Regions from separate parts of the Arabidopsis thaliana genome. Here region 1 is linked to region 2. Evidence: chromatin contacts called from public ChIA-PET data. All regions are on one chromosome and are shown on one strand. Each heading gives the region's core, a stretch centred on a gene start, on an enhancer-like site or on the middle of the called end of the contact. The rest is flanking DNA. Distances are from core to core; before and after follow the strand shown.

Region 1 (5,307 bases), core at 1,349-3,848, 40 kb before region 2:
TTCTGAGCTTTTTCTGGAACTATATTAGTTTGATCTTTAAGCATGTCCCGTAGACAACTATTTTCCCTTAATATTGTAGAAATGATTCGTACTTTGTAGCTATTAAGTATGTTGACAACGCTAATTCCATGGCTTATGCCCTTTGGTTGACTCTTTATTTCTCTGTTCATCAGTCGATCGCGATCCCCAGTGAGAAGAGAGAAAAGCGTGGAGGACAGATCACGCAGTCCTAAGGCAATGGAGCGATCTGTATCTCCCAAAGGTAGGGACCAAAGCCTGAGTCCAGACCGAAAAGTGATAGATGCAAGCCCAAAGCGTGGATCAGACTATGATGGTAGCCCAAAAGAGAATGGTAATGGCAGGAACTCTGCGAGTCCCATTGTTGGAGGTGGTGAAAGTCCTGTTGGACTTAATGGTCAAGACAGGAGCCCGATTGATGATGAGGCTGAGCTTAGCCGTCCTTCCCCTAAAGGCAGTGAGTCACCTTGATGGTTCACAGGTTAAAAGCTCTATGTAGCATTCTGTACTGAAGGATGTTGTTTCCTTTCCCTTTCTTTCTGCGTGATACTTTTCTTTTCGTTGCGTGACAATCCTGGATGTTACTTTGCCTTCTCTCTTGATGACTCTTGGTTTGTTTTCCGACAACTTTCAAACTCTGCGATGTTACTTTTCATTGTTTAGTAAGAATCATGCATTTATGAAATTCTCGCTTGTGGATCGTTTAGTAAAGAATAAAGCACCTCGTAATGTCTTTTTTGGCAAAAAAAAAATTTGGTAAGTAAAGGAAAAAGGATTTAACTATCGCAGTCTGGGTTTCTTTTAGCCTCTTTAATTGTTAAACAGTTATGACAAAAGAAATAACAACATTGACTTTTCTTTGGATGAAGCAACTGCTTGTATGTATCATTGTACCCCTTTCCTCTCTATGTCCGACAAAAACAAAAATGCTTGTGAGGAGGATCAAGACGTTTTGTATGTATGTACATAAACTTTGAATTACTGTGGCACATTAAACTTGGCTTCATAGGGTATTTTCAAGGCCAAGTTCGTCCTCAATATCGTCACCATCTTCGAACAGCTTGAGAAACCGGGCCTGCTCTTGTTGCCGTTTCTTCTTTCTCCAATACTTGTAACCTACCAAGAGTCCCACCGCAACTACACCTAACAAGAGTACTACAATCAGTACCACAATTCCAGGATGCATTCCGCCCTTTTGTTCTTCCTTCTCGGTGCCTGATTCTTTATTCGAACCTGCCAAAAGAAAAAGAATGCATATGAATATGATAGTCCTAATCACAGAGAACAGATTCAAACTGAAGCTACAGCCAACAGAGATACATGTGAAAGAGATTCCGTTTATAGTTGAAACAGTATTCATGGCAAAACAGTAATAAATGACCCTAAAGCTCAAGATGTGTTGCTTGGTAAAACTCACCAGCTCCAACTTGTGAGCATCCATGGCAGAGAAAAGTAGCATTAAATTCTTTCTCTTTGAAGCGCTTGTAACTACCCTCTGCTGTGAAATCAGAAGGGCAAAGCTCCCATTCGTCAAATGTATCATATTTAAGAGGGTCGTCCTCATAGATTCCACATCTCTTGCATTTTGTTCCTTGAAGTTCGGTTAGTGGCTGAAAAAAAATCAAAAACAGAACAGAACATAGAGGTCAAAGACAGTGATAATAAATTGATGATCACCTTCAACATAAGACAACCTATTTGTTTGCACGTTAAGTAGATTTCACAGATGAAGAACCCCTCTACCATTTCGAAACTAAGATCTAAATTCTGGAGCAGATTCAGCAACCAAAACCATATCCCTAACACATTCCCAAAAAAATAAGTCAATCGCTAAGAACCAGAGTAAAGGCAGCTCTTTTTTTCCTGGTTTCAGATCAAAACCAAACCAAACCAAATTTCTAAATTCATGCTAGAGCTTTGAAATTCAACAACATAATCAAAACCAAATCATCTGAGCTACATTTCGGGAAACAAAAGACAAACCTGCCAAGATTCTTCGCCATTGAAAGAGTAAGAAACATTGGTTCTCTTCACATCAGGCAACACCGTCTTGTTCTCTCCTTTGCATTGGAAAAAGACTGTAGGCTTAGTCGAGAACCAATCGTGAGTCGTGAAAATCTGAACCGAATCTAATGTAACTTCTTGTGTTAGTATTGTTCCTGTTAGGGATCAAAACAATGAATCCTCGTCAATGATCATCTATTATTGCACGAGCAACAAAACACTTTCCCAATTCGAAAATGAAACTAAAATCACTCATCCTCAGAATTCTGTGATATTTACCTGGTAACGAGCTGAAGAAGATGAAACAGAGTAGGAAACCGCGAAAATCCCAAGAAGCTGACGGAATTTGGATTGACATCGCGATTCTCTCTCGAATCGCTCGATTGAATCCGATCAATGTATAATTAGGGATTTCGATTGACAGGAGAAGCTAAGTTGAAAACGATGCAGATCAGGAGGTGCTGTTGGATCTCGTCGAGCTTTTGGCTATGGAGTTGGAGAAATGCGTATTGATTCGTATACGAGGAGGAAGAAAGGAACAAACCGATCCTCTTGTGTTGACCGCTTTGGTTTTCTTATTTATATTCTCTAATTTATACTATGTCAACTATTCGAAAGATTTTATTTAATTTGCCAAACAGAAGTAATATTAAAATTTTAAACAAAAAGTAGTATATTTTGAATTTTTATACATAAATACATTATGATTTTATAATGATAATGAAATATTTAATCGTTTAATATAGATGTCTAAAAATAGATGTCTAAAATTTACAACAACAAAAAAAAACTAAAAAAAAAATATGTAATATCAGTTTAGAAATCTCTTTTGAGAAAAAAAGTTTCTAGAGATATATAATAAGAAATTAGAAGAGAACACAATTACCCAAGCATATTTCTAAATAATTCCTTTATATAACTTAAAAGTTATTTGTACAAATTATATAAAATGGAAAATGGTTTAATGTTATCTTTATAATTTATGCATGATTATTCATTTTAGTTTGTTACTTGTCACTCAAGTTAACTATTGCCCATTTTTCTTGATTTGAAGGTAAATTTTGATTACTGACTGTCTGTCGATATGGGTGGGCATAAATACATGGTATTTGTCCCGTATCCGTTACTTATCCTGTATTCGACTTGGAAAAACAAGTACTCGTCTTTGTCAAGACAAGTAATAAGTAATATAGTTTTGATACTTGCAAGATTTGGTTATTTGTTTTGCATAGACAATGCTTTGTTTACTTTCCTCAAAATCATATACATACCAAAAAGAAAAGTTATATGTTATATGTTTATTTTCACAAACAAAAATAAAAACCATTATTTTATTATTTTATTCTAAAATGATGATTGATGAAGACTAATTGGCATGATCATCTTCGTTGGAAGTTGAGTTTGCCCACGAAGAATGCAAACATAGAAGCTAAGGCAATGGGAAAAGCGATTTGAACAACCGCGGTAACCGCCAAAAGGTCATGATGAAATCCAAAATAGTCTTTCAAGAATCTTGCAACCGTCGTGGATTGTCCAAAGACATTGATCTCTTCATGAATATCGCCGTATTGGGACGAGATAAACCCGTTGAGTGTCCAAGACGTTGGTGTTAGATAATATAACCAAATCCACCACCCTGGTACTTGCTGCAATTTTCACAAACCAAAAGAATACATTACAAAACATTTTCTTCTTGGTAAAGATTCTTGTTCAAGAAACTAAAGGATGGGTGATCTTACCGTTTGGGGGATCAAAAACCCCGAAAAAAGGTTGAAACCAACATAAAAGAGCGATTGAAGAATCGCGGCAACCATGAAGTTTGGCGTGATGGAGACGAGGAACATCGCAAGGTAGTTGAAAGTGAGTAGTGAGCAAAACATAGAGTAGAGTGACCAAAAGACTTTGTAGGCTGAAGGATAGAAACCGATCATTGGATATGTTACGATCACAAACTCGGCAGCTTGTATGAATATATAAGGTATCTCAGTCACCACTTGACCCAATGCATAAGCAGTCGCTGAGTACATCCCTGCGAATCTTTCCCGGTACATAACATTTCTCTCTGTTTCGAAATATTGAAGAGCTGATGCACAATTGTTTATCCCTAAGAAGAGTACCAAACCGTAGATCGCTCCAAATACTGTGAACATACTCTGTTGAGTATCTCTACAAATGACAAAACACAACTCAAAATGTTAGCAAACTGGGATCTAAAGTGTCATATAAGAGGTATGTTCACTCTCCACTTACAGATTTTGGCCTTGTTTCCAGAAAAGTGCGCCGAAGATCAAAGAAGAGACTAAAGTGTGCATCATACGCATTAGGTTATAAGAAGGGCTTCTCCAATAAGACAAGTTCATTTTCCATAGAATAGATTTGAATTGTCCCCACCAGCTTTGTGCAAAGGTTCTCTTAAACTGTATATCACTTGATCCTGAATCTGGCTGGCTCAACTGTTTCACAAGCTCTGAGTTTCGCCTATAACAATCACACATGTTTTCATTACAACCACATTCTTAGAACAATAACAGTTATTAATGCATAGTTTAAAAGCTTTTACTCACTTGTAAAGAGCAGAGTCATGGTAGATTTTTGCGAAATCGACACCAAGTTCAATTTCTACCGACTGTGAACTAACATCAAGCATCCATGTTGCTGGATTGTGGTTGTCTTTTATTTTAGGAATTTCAGGAACACTCTGTTTTTCAATCCAATAAATAAAAGAAGTTAACATATCTTTGTAAAAACAATCATAGACTAAAAGTAAAATTTATGCAAATTTACCTCAAAATACTCGATAATGTGACGTGAATGTTGGCCTAATGGTCCTGTGTAGATCATGCGACCACCTCTTTTAAGAAGCACCAGCTGCAAATTCAAGTTTGGACTTGGTTTATAAGATAAAACAGTTTGGGGTCAAAATATAACAATTCAGTTTATTGAGCCAATTATGCAATTTACCTCGTCGAAGGCTTCAAAAATGTCGATACTAGGCTGATGAATAGTACAGACGATGGTTCGTCCAGTATCAGCGACGTTCTTCACAGCTCTCATAACAATGGCAGCTGCTCTTGCGTCTAGCCCCGTCGTTGGCTCATCCATAAATATAATCGACGGATTCGCCACCAACTCCACCGCAATCGTCAATCTCTTCCTTTGCTCCGTCGATAATCCACTAACTCCGGTGACTCCCACCAATGAATCTTTAATCTCATCTAATTCGATCGTCTCAAGCACTTGCTTCACGAATTTCTGTACAATTTTCAACGTTTCGTTACTTAAGCT
Region 2 (5,658 bases), core at 834-3,333:
GGAAATGTTGATTCAGTGGCACCATCTTTGTTCTATTAAGTTAAATTAATCAGGATCAGGGATTAGACAAAATCAGGCAACTTAAAAGTCATATGCAAGAAAACAAATTCTGATATCTGAGCTTGCCTTCTCATACACATACAAATTGCCATCGGCATGAGCAACGACAAATGCTCCATCACCTCCAGGCACCCAAGAAATACTAGTGCAACGACTGTTACAAAGCAACAAACTTTATTTTAAACTTAGAGAAGGCAAGAGTCATGACGCCAAAATTGATTCATGTTTCAACTTAACCTACTTAAAAACGAACTCCTCTAAGGAAACATACTGTTCTGTTATAATTTAACTAATCTACTGTCACTGAGAGTTTCCTAGAACACAATCTATTACAATGACAGAAACTTATATAAATTTGTTACGCTGACATAAATACTAGCACAAGCACAAACGAAGAACACATAGAGATCCTTAGACAAAGTAAATGTGAAGTATTGTGAACCAGTGGAATCAATTCTTCAAGTTTCACTAGCTCAATCCAAGACATGAAAGCGGAATCACTTGAACCAGTGGAATCAATTCTTCAAGTTTCACTAACAAATAATAGTAAAGGAAAAAGATGGAAGGAAAATTAAAGATACACGGAAAAAGATAAACTCTTGCCTGTTATTCACAGAACCGTCCTTGTTATAATGCAGAGCACCAACTAGCTTCTTAGAGACGTCCTGTAACTGCTGTCTCAGTGATACTGTGTACACTACAATAACACATCATAACAAAATAAATCCATGAGACAAGGCATCTAGATCAGCGGTGAAAACGGTAAGCTCAAATTTCTACATTACCATCCCCAGAATTCAGCCCAATAAGTAAGTCATGCCCATCCTTAGCATCCGGATCAAAAGCATGACACATAGGGTTTGAATTACTGAAATGGATAGACTTTACTGGATCCTACATCAAAGAAGTTTCCTAAACCATTACTTCCAAAACAAAACAAAAAACAGAACATTACAGCCAAATCACTAAAAGGAAAACAAAGAAAAGAAGAAATTACCTTTTCTTGTGAGTTCAAGTCACAGATAAAAATAGCATCACTCACATTGAAGACCAAGTAAGTTCCTTTCCCATCAAAATTCGTATTTGTCATCGAAGTATTAGAATTAGAAGCAGCGAAGGAGCCACTAATTCTTGAACTTGTACTCACACTTTTACCGCCACCATTACCTCCAACAAAACTAAGCGCACGGCTCCCATTTCCAGTTCCTAGCAACCTCGCTGTTGCTGAACGAAACCCGCTACTAGCACTATAACCCGACGAAGTACCAGTTGGAGTCGAAGGAGCAGCTCTTTCCTTAAGCTGAGCTATAGTTACCTGAAAACGAAAATTTCCAAATTCCATCATTGGAAAGCAATGCTATTCAAATCGATTGATCAGCTAACCAACTAGTGCATCAAAATGCAAAATTTCACTAACAAAAATTTAACCATCGATACTAATTCTCTGAAATTGCCGATTTGAATGATTAGAAATCCTAATGACGAATCAAACTATTAAACCCAAATATAAAAATTTGATCTTTACCTGAGTAACAGTTTTGCCATGTGCGTAATGAAGGAGACCAGAGGAATGCGTTTTCTCGTAGTGAAGCTTATACTTCCCTTCAGGCGTCTTGAAATAAGTCTTAATTCCCGGCGACTGAGGATTCGCCGCCGGTGAAGACGACGAAGATGGCGCTGATATCATTCCATTAGAAGTGTTCATCATAGTGTTTGCTTGCTACTCTTCTTCGTCTTCTCTAATCGTCGACTCAAAAAGCATATATGTGATCACGATTTACACAACACCTAGGGTTTGTTATCTCTCACCCAAAATCGAAACCCAGAAATTTTTCACTTTTTCTTCTTCTTCTTCCTCTCTTCTTCGATGCAAAATCGAGTAAAGTCTCGACGAAGAATCAAAAACTTCTCTTCTTCTGAGGTCTCTAATGGCTTACCGAATCAAAAGGGGTTATTATGATGCAACTACTTGTTTCTCGCAACATATTATGATTATCAAAGCTTTGACTCGGAAGCTTTTAAAAAGTCATTGCAATCAACGGTGAAGATTCTCGTAAGAAAGATTTTAACGGATGGTGATCAGATGGGTCGGGTTGGTTATTTCGGTTTCGGGTTTTTTAATAATCAAGATACACGCATAGATCACGTGGGTTGACGTCATAGACCAATTCAGGCCCACTTTCAAGCCCATTATGTATCAATTGATGACCAATGAAGTAACGGCCTTTCAGCTTAGAAACTAAAGTAGTTTTCTTCATAATAGGCCTAGCATTCAAGTTTTTTTTTGGATTATTTTTGTGAAAGCAGGCCTTAAATCAAATTATCCAAATATGGAATTGGTTTTGGTTCAGTGTACATGACATAAATGTATTTTCTTTAATGTGATTTGATTCTAGAAGACGAGTTATTACCGGTCGAAAAGAAAAAGAAAAAAAACAGACGAGTTATTACCGTTTTAGTTAAAATAAAACTTGGTATAGTTCACTTAGAAGAAATTCAGTTTTGTTTGGTTAACATCAGTTTTAATTCGAACCCCATCCCATCCATAATTTGATTTGATGAGGTTTTATTCTCACCCCTAATTGATGTCTTGGAAACTCTAGAGAATCCAGTGACGATGATTTGTGTTAATGTTCTTGGTACGACAATTAGCCAAAAAGTTTTGGATACTTTTTTCTGGTGCGTCTTTTACCTTTCAACCAACGACCACGACCACGACAAGAATAAATAAAGAAAGATGATAAGTGCTACGACCGTTACATGCATGTAGTTATTTGTTAGACGTGAGAAAATCAGAACAACAAAAGTCACTTCGATACATCATAACATTTTCTCCATAGAAAAAAAAAACTTTCAGACAAAAAGACATATAGCCGTTGGAAAAACCCACGTGGCGTTACACATCTCTCTATCCACTTGTCTGACTTCATTCGTTGTCGCTTTGGATTCTCTTTTGCTCTCTCCATATTATTCTTTGTCTCTTCCTCTGCTTTACTTTACTCCAAGCAAAGTATTGCCCCAATACACTACCCGTGACTTTCATCAAATCTCTCTTTCTCAATCTCTCAAATTAAGATTCTTTCTTCTTCTTCTCCAATGGCCCTTCTCTGAAAAAACATTTCTTCAACTGATCATTAATGTCTCTCTTTCTCTCCTTCTTCATTTCAATCTTGCTCTGTTTCTTCAATGGAGCTACGACGACACAGTTTGATTTCTCCACGCTAGCCATAAGCAACCTCAAACTCCTCGGTGATGCACGTTTAAGCAATGGAATCGTTGGCCTCACACGTGACCTCTCTGTACCTAATTCCGGCGCCGGAAAAGTCTTATACTCTAACCCAATCAGATTCCGACAACCTGGAACTCACTTTCCGACAAGCTTCTCTTCTTTTTTCTCCTTCTCTATAACCAATGTCAACCCTTCTTCCATCGGCGGTGGTCTCGCTTTCGTCATCTCTCCCGACGCAAACTCAATCGGCATCGCTGGTGGCTCTCTTGGTCTAACCGGTCCAAACGGTTCCGGTTCAAAATTTGTCGCCGTCGAATTCGATACTTTAATGGATGTAGATTTCAAGGACATTAACAGTAACCATGTTGGATTCGACGTAAATGGCGTAGTTTCCTCTGTTTCCGGTGATCTTGGCACCGTAAACATCGATCTCAAGAGCGGCAACACCATCAATTCATGGATCGAATACGACGGATTGACTCGGGTCTTCAACGTATCAGTCTCTTACTCAAATCTGAAACCGAAAGTTCCAATTTTGTCTTTCCCTCTCGATTTAGATCGATACGTGAACGATTTCATGTTCGTTGGATTCTCCGGGTCAACTCAGGGAAGTACAGAGATTCACAGTATCGAATGGTGGAGCTTCAGTTCATCATTCGGGTCGAGTCTCGGATCCGGATCCGGGTCACCTCCTCCTCGGGCTAATTTGATGAATCCGAAAGCTAATTCGGTGAAATCTCCGCCGCCGTTGGCGTCACAACCGTCGTCTTCAGCGATTCCGATCTCAAGCAACACTCAATTAAAAACTTCGTCGTCGTCGTCTTGCCACAGCCGTTTCTGCAAAGAGAATCCCGGAACAATCGCCGGAGTAGTAACCGCCGGAGCTTTCTTCTTAGCACTATTCGCCGGAGCTTTATTCTGGGTTTACTCCAAAAAGTTCAAACGTGTCGAGAGATCTGATTCATTCGCATCTGAAATCATCAAAGCTCCGAAAGAGTTCAGCTATAAAGAACTCAAAGCCGGCACAAAGAACTTCAACGAGAGTCGTATCATCGGACATGGAGCCTTCGGAGTCGTATACAGAGGAATATTACCGGAGACCGGAGACATCGTCGCCGTCAAACGATGCAGCCATAGCTCACAAGACAAAAAGAACGAGTTTTTATCTGAACTATCAATAATCGGAAGCTTAAGACACAGAAACCTCGTGAGATTACAAGGATGGTGTCACGAGAAAGGTGAGATTTTGTTAGTCTACGATCTAATGCCTAATGGTTCGCTTGATAAAGCTTTGTTTGAGTCACGATTCACGTTACCGTGGGATCATCGGAAAAAGATCTTGCTTGGTGTTGCATCTGCTTTAGCTTATTTACATAGAGAGTGTGAGAATCAGGTGATTCATAGAGATGTTAAGAGTAGTAATATAATGTTAGATGAGAGTTTTAATGCCAAGCTTGGAGATTTCGGATTGGCGAGACAGATTGAGCATGATAAGTCGCCGGAAGCAACTGTTGCCGCCGGGACGATGGGATATTTAGCGCCGGAGTATCTTCTGACGGGTCGTGCTTCGGAGAAGACGGATGTGTTTAGTTACGGAGCGGTGGTTTTGGAAGTGGTTAGTGGAAGAAGACCGATTGAGAAGGACTTAAATGTGCAAAGACATAATGTTGGGGTGAATCCGAATTTAGTAGAATGGGTGTGGGGTTTGTATAAAGAAGGGAAAGTTTCTGCAGCTGCTGATTCTAGGCTTGAAGGTAAGTTTGATGAAGGTGAGATGTGGCGGGTCTTGGTTGTGGGCTTGGCTTGTTCGCATCCGGATCCAGCATTTAGGCCCACTATGAGGTCAGTGGTGCAAATGCTGATTGGTGAGGCTGATGTACCGGTTGTGCCTAAGTCTAGACCCACCATGAGTTTTAGCACTTCGCATTTGTTGCTGAGTTTGCAAGATACTCTCTCTGATTGTAATACCGTGGCTTTGAACTCTAGTCGATCGTCTTCGTGGTCGGTGCCCGAACATAACGTTATCATTCGAAGCGACGATGACCATTTGGTATAGATATATTGGAGTTGAACCAAACAGATGTGTTTTGTGTGTTTGATTATTTGATTTTTGTAATATTCAATTCATTTTTGTTATTTCAATGTATGTAAGATAAGAACACAAAATTGGTTTCTTAGAAAGCCATTAAAACATCGGGACAAACCAATCCATACCCAAGCTGAACTAAAACCAGATCAAACAACCTTAGTTTTGGTAGATATAATACGGGCCTAACCTAGCAAAACAAAAGATACGGATTGAAATCGAAATACCTAAAAAGTAAGGGGTCCAAAATAATATTTATGGATTAGTGAAAGTGGCGATGTAG

What was found. ChIA-PET counts read pairs in DNA pulled down with a chosen protein or histone mark.
Region 1: an H3K4me3 ChIA-PET map of shoot shows a contact between it and region 2, with 10 read pairs. The contact joins the promoter of AT3G53490 here to the promoter of AT3G53390 in region 2. A contact is called at or near these places in 2 of 26 Hi-C or Micro-C datasets (leaf and shoot) and 1 of 2 datasets of contacts at active chromatin or transcription factors (shoot).

What each region holds. Positions count from the first base shown.
Region 1 is chr3:19,829,739-19,835,045 of TAIR10.1, reverse strand. It overlaps AT3G53490 (valine-tRNA ligase), which reads right to left and starts at 2,598. Exons shown (of 4, transcript NM_115209.4): 1 at 2,302-2,598; 2 at 2,002-2,177; 3 at 1,436-1,628; 4 at 742-1,251. The coding sequence starts at 2,380. The coding sequence ends at 1,022. It overlaps ABCG37 (pleiotropic drug resistance 9), which reads right to left. Exons shown (of 23, transcript NM_115208.4): 18 at 4,984-5,274; 19 at 4,807-4,890; 20 at 4,587-4,720; 21 at 4,273-4,500; 22 at 3,762-4,188; 23 at 3,166-3,668. The coding sequence ends at 3,402. RS2Z32 (RNA-binding (RRM/RBD/RNP motifs) family protein with retrovirus zinc finger-like domain-containing protein) reads left to right here. Exons shown (of 7, transcript NM_115210.6): 7 at 174-806. The coding sequence ends at 489.
Region 2 is chr3:19,788,891-19,794,548 of TAIR10.1, reverse strand. AT3G53390 (Transducin/WD40 repeat-like superfamily protein) reads right to left here and starts at 2,083. Exons shown (of 11, transcript NM_115199.3): 1 at 1,586-2,083; 2 at 1,058-1,375; 3 at 846-954; 4 at 664-757; 5 at 127-214; 6 at 1-32. The coding sequence starts at 1,768. AT3G53380 (Concanavalin A-like lectin protein kinase family protein) reads left to right here and starts at 2,854. Exons shown (of 1, transcript NM_115198.4): 1 at 2,854-5,511. The coding sequence starts at 3,198. The coding sequence ends at 5,345. AT3G53370 (S1FA-like DNA-binding protein) reads left to right here and starts at 5,642. Exons shown (of 2, transcript NM_115197.3): 1 at 5,642-5,658.